Linked DNA regions of Lactuca sativa: region 2 is linked to region 1. The links are chromatin contacts, called in public Hi-C maps. All regions are on one chromosome and are shown on one strand. The core of a region is the stretch at or near the end of the contact, and the rest is flanking DNA. Distances in the headings are between cores, read along the strand shown. Region 1 holds the start of LOC111899281 (lysine-specific demethylase JMJ29). Region 2 holds the start of LOC111897392 (chitin elicitor receptor kinase 1).

Region 1 (2,950 bases), core at 185-2,684:
CTCTTCATGAAGCGGGAAAGAATGAGCACCGGGTCTTAACCCGTGTCTCATCCAAACATTTGACCATTTTGTCAATACTAGCCCCTCCTCCCATAATCTTTTTCAATTCAACTCATAAATTTACCCTTTTCGCCCCTGACTCCAAAATTCCTTTCATAATAGGTCCTGAAATTACCCATAAGCCCTTAACTTCCAACATCTTTCAAAAGTAAGTCCATTAATTACCAAACGTACCCTGATTTCTGAAACCCTTTTCAAATTAAATCCATAACTTACTCTTTTAACCTCCAACTTCTAAATTCTTCACCAATTAGTCCGGGACTTTCATTTGTTATTTTATTTAAATAACCGGGGCGTTACAATGAAAGAACACACTTGTAAGCAGAATTATTCTATTAACGAAATGGATGATGTTGTTGCTTGTTTACTACTTTACATTGTTGTGATACATACATGACGTCCTCTGCCCTAGAACGTTTCCGCCGTTCTTGGTTTTGGGGTGTGACAAAATCCCTTTACAATCACACCAAAATCACTCTCAAAGGCTCTCACACAAGGCTCAGATTAGGGTTTCTTTGGGTTGTAAAGACGACGAGGGAGGCCACAACGAGCCATAACTTTTTTATATAGGCACAACCCCCTGGAAATTAGGGTTTCGCTTTACAGTGTCTACTCGCCGACTAGATCCTAAATCCCGCGTCCAAAATGATCTCTACTCAACGAGTTGGAGCTCCCCAACTCGTCGAGTTCCAATCTAAAACCCTAAAATCCTTAAAAGTAATTGATACCTGAAACGAGCGTTACACATATCAACAAAAGTCTCACTCAACGTCTACATGACGATTAATTTTACATATAAAATGTCACAAATGAAAAAAGTCTAATAATTTCAAGCTTTAATGAACCAAAAAACTCGTTTTAAAGTAAATATGATTTAGTGGGTGAACGTGTTAACGGTTTTATAAAAGAAAAAGAGTAAATTACACGAATGTTCCCTATGATTTGGGGTAATTTGCATGTTTGGTCCCTAATTTATTTTTTAAACTCGGAAGGTCCATACTGTTTGTCTTTGTTGCGCGCTTGATCCCTATCTTATCTAAAAGAACTATTTTGCCTTTGATTTTTTAATTTATTTAAATAAGATGAGGTAGGTAATGTAATGTAATGTAAGGTGGATATGAGGTTGATGTGTGTTTATTTAAATAAATTAAAAAATCAAAGGAAAAATAGTCTTTTTAGGTAAGACAGGAACCAAACGCACAATAAAAACAAACAGTAGGGATCTTCCGAGTTAAAAAAAAGTTAAAGACCAAACGTACAAATTAACCAAAACCACAGGGACCATTCGTGTAATTTACTCAAAGAAAAAAAATGGTGCAGGCCAGTGGGAAGGAGAAAAAATGCTAGTAATATGGGTTGGAAACGGCGGACTCTACCATCATCAATATGGATTTCCCCTCTCTGTATATATCTCTCTCTCAATAAATACAAAGATTACGACGAGAGAATTGGTTCTCTCTCTCTCTCTCTCTCTCTCTCTCTCCATCCATCCATGTGAGTTTCGTTTTTCATTTTTGACCTAACGCCTACCCCTTTTCCCAACAATCTCCTCTTCCAGACATCCGATCGCACTATTGTTTCTTCTATAGATGATTTTCCTTTTTTCGTGATTTCGATCGCTCAATACTACTGGATTTTACGAATTCGGTGAGTGAATTTCATGGTTATTGTTTTAAGATTCGTCTAGCTAGAATTTGGTTTTCCTTTTTGTTATATTTTCCAGATTATACTTAAATAAATGCGAGAAATTTTGTTCACACATTCGGTTAGACAACACGTATAGGTGAAGAATCTGGAATTAATTGGATGGAGAAGGTGACTGCAGGCTGAATTAGTGTTGAAATTCCAGTGATTGAACGTATGAGTTGGGAGATCGCGTGTGAATTTATGTACATTGGAGCTGATGGATTTGTTGACTCGGGAAGTTGACTCGGGTCAACCATCATATTTTTAGGTTTAAAGCTCCTTCTCTGCGATTGCGTTTTGTATCATTCTTTGGAATTTGCTCTTTTTGTTCTTCCTTAGTTTGTAGCTGACCATTTTTTCTTGAAGCATTTCTTTCTGAAAGAATCGAGAAACCACACCTAGAGTGATAATTTTGCTGGACTTTCTCTAGAGAAGTTCATGATCCAGCTGACATGGATCAGAAACTAACTCGAAGACAATATTACCTGAAGCTTACACAAATTCATTATTGTTCATCCATAAACACACACACACACATTGACTTTTGTATGCATATCAAATGAGATCACGAATCATGGCTAAAGGATTATACATCGCATTGTTAATGAAGTTTTCTATAAAATATCAAGTCATGGCTCTAGCAGCTCAAAACCACAAGGTGTCTATCCCTGTTCAGATTTAGCGTGAAGGGTCAATATATTGTATCTCTAGGCCCCAAGATATCTTTGCTTATTTCTTATTCCCATGGGGTCTCTTTGTCTGATGATGCATGCATACAAAATTGATAGGGTTTTTCATTCATATGTTGGGTTAACCAGTGCTAAAGGTCCTGTTTTTCCTAACAGATCTCTATTATTTATGTGTTTGCAGTGAAGATGGAGACACTGATTCAAAAGGAAAATCAAGCAAGTAGATTTTCTGGTAAAGAAATGAATACAGGACAAAAAGCCTCAACCAGTGTTCTTAGGCGTGGAACAAAGAGAAAGGATCCACAGTTTGCTAGTTATAAGAGAAGGGGTGACCGAAAATTATTTTTAAAGAAAATGGCAGAAAATCCTAACCAGAAAGAAATGTTCACTACAGAAACTAACTACTCTAGTTATGAGATGATCAGGGCAAAGCACAACAGTTGTGGCAACATACGTTTTTCTAGTGATCCTGAAGAGAAAGACCCAAATTTGCAAACCAAGAAGGTCTTAACACC
Region 2 (2,950 bases), core at 136-2,635, 290 kb before region 1:
GGAAAATAAATATATTTCAAAATTATGCTAAAATGACATGTGGCCAATTGAATGAGAGAATAACATGTGTCAAAATCATTCTTATTTATTAGGATAGATGTTTAGTAAAATGTGTTGCTGTTTCTCGTAATGAATTTTGGAAAAGATATATCATGTTGCATATGTTTCCTTAAAACTTCATTGAATTGTTTATTGGTTACTTTGACTCTGGTCAAAGTCATATAATCTATCAAGCGCCATATTCTCAATTAAATATGTGAACAAAATTCAAATGTTTATTGCTTAAGAAAACAAATAACCCCAATACAATCAATGACTTAAGAGACCATTGAAGTTTCAAATCCGTTCCAAAAAACCATTCAAGTATCACATGTTCAAAAAACACCATCAAATTAAGACATATGTTCAAAAAACACCAACGAAGTACATGTTCTGTTCAAAAAACACCATCTTTATGGTTTGGGGTAACTTACATATTTAGTCCCTAACTTTTTTTTCTTAACTCGGACGATCCCTTTAGTTTAAATTTGTTTCGACTTCGGACTCTGATCGAGTTAAAAGGCTAATATACATTTATTACTTTCATTTAACATTATTTTTATTATTTATTAATTATTTATTTAATTTATGTTATTATTTATTATAAATATATCAATTGTATAAATAATTAACAAGTAATAAAAATAAATGTTAAATGAAACTAATAAGAGTATATTAGTCTTTTAACTTGATTATGGTCCGAAGGAAAAATAAATATAAACGCTAGGGACTGTCCGAGTTAAAAAAAAAAAAAGTTATGGACTAAACATGTAAGTTACTCCAAACCATAAAGATGGTGATTTTTGAATAGAATATGTACTTCGTTGGTGTTTTTTGAACATATGTCTTAGTTTGATGGTGTTTTTTAAACATGTAATACTTGAATGGTGTTTTTTTATCAAATTTGAAACTTAAATGGTCTTTTAAATCATTATCCTCCATTACAATAAAAGGTTGGGACTATGCATTTTTTCTCATAAATCTAAATAACGTTGACAGCTATAAATAAATAATCTTAACAAGAAAAAAAATGAACAAAAAGGTATTCGAAATTAATGGAATATCGATAGAAATATATTTTGGAAGTTATTATCCATTTCGATGAAGATGATCTCAAAATAAATTATGTAACAGAAGTGATATTCATTTTGGTTGATGATTCTTGAAAATTGTAGGTTAATTTCAAGAATCATAAAACAAATAATAGAAGACAAGAAACATGATGGAGCTTATACTTTTTGACGATTCCTTTACAATTCTTTATGCTATCAAACAAAACCAACATGTAATCAATCTCATCTCTCTAATTTAAAATATAGTTAATCTGTCTACTATTTGAACTATAATACATATCTTTCTCTCTCTACATGCACCCATATCTCTTCATTTCTCTCTTTCTTCTTTTTCTCATGAACAATATATCAAAGAGAAAGAAACGTATATTAGAATTGGGATTTTGGGTTGTTTTCTTCATTGTAAAAATTGAATCCAAGTGTAGCAATGGTTGTGATCTTGCCTTGGCATCATATTATGTTGCACAAGGATCAAATCTCACTTACATAAGCAAAATTTTCTCTCAAACAATCCCCGAAATCCTTAGATACAATCCACAAATCCCGGGAGGCGACAGCATAGAATCTGGGGCCCGAATTAACGTCCCGTTTTCGTGTCTATGCTTAAATGATGATTTTTTAGGCCATACTTTCAAATACGAAACTCAAGTTGGTGATACTTATGGTAAAATTGCTAGTGAAGTTTTTGCTAATCTTACGGATGAGTATTGGGTCCAACGAGTGAATTGGTTTGAAGCCGAAAAGATACCGGACTTTGTTGATATTAATGTTACAGTGAATTGTACATGTGGCAACAAACACGTGTCAAAGGATTACGGGTTGTTTGCAACATACCCGCTTCGACCCGATGAAGATTTGCAGTCTATAAGTATAGAATCAAGTGTCCCGATGACGTTGTTGGAGCGGTTCAACCCAAGATCCAATTTTAGTGCCGGGTTGGGACTAGTGTTTGTGCCGGCCAAAGGTTAGTTAACTTTTAAACTCACTTTATTTAAGTGGATTATGAATAAAACTAATATATTAATACGATTTTCTACCCTAATAAATGAAAATGTTATTGCCAATTGTCATTCTCTCATTTAATTGGTCACATGTCATTTTATCATAATTTTGAAATATATTTATTTTTCACTTGTCAATTACTTCATTATTCATTTTCACTATATCATTAATCCGTAAATTAAACCTACTATAATAACTATTAAATTCAAATTTGAAATTTGAAATTTCAATTTCAATTTCAAATAAATGTACACTTTAAACCTTTGTATTTAACATTTTATTATAATAACTCATTTAATATACGGGTCTAATAATTAAACACATAATTTTAATTAATTTATTTTTTGCATGTTTTTTTTTTCTTCATAATTTTCACTCATTTCATATTTCATATTTCAAATTCAAATAAATTTCTCATTTAATCGCTCCTATTTAACATTATGTTTTAATTAACCCGTATAATATACGGGTTTCACAACTAGTTTACATAATAAAGTTATATATATGTCCTTAATATTTTTGTTGGTTTAAGATGGAACTTTACTATAGAATATTGCTTTGAATATTTGAGATTTTTTTGCATAATATAAGGGGTTTCTGTCTTTTTTTTTGGAAAAGGCATAACATATAAGTTAATGTAACAATATCATTGGTTTGTCCCATTTGACTTTTTAAGTTTATTTTGTTTAACTTTGACTTTAAATAATTCATTTTTTGTTATATAATTTTTTTATGCAAGATATATGAATAGATTGTTTTTAAATGTATTTTCATTGTTATAAGTTTCATCGTAAATTACATAACACAAATAAAATTATTTATGGTCAAAGTTGATA

The links. Hi-C and Micro-C count contacts between places; a contact is called where the count stands out from the background.
Region 2: a contact with region 1 is called in a Hi-C map of leaf, with 7 times the contacts expected there. The contact joins the promoter of LOC111897392 here to the promoter of LOC111899281 in region 1. A contact is called at or near these places in 3 of 4 Hi-C or Micro-C datasets (leaf and seed).

What each region holds. Positions count from the first base shown.
Region 1 is chr1:237,221,364-237,224,313 of Lsat_Salinas_v11, reverse strand. LOC111899281 (lysine-specific demethylase JMJ29) reads left to right here and starts at 1,434. Exons shown (of 14, transcript XM_042895971.2): 1 at 1,434-1,707; 2 at 1,831-2,014; 3 at 2,617-2,950. The coding sequence starts at 2,622.
Region 2 is chr1:237,512,613-237,515,562 of Lsat_Salinas_v11, reverse strand. It overlaps LOC111897392 (chitin elicitor receptor kinase 1), which reads left to right and starts at 1,385. Exons shown (of 11, transcript XM_052764893.1): 1 at 1,385-2,076. The coding sequence starts at 1,407.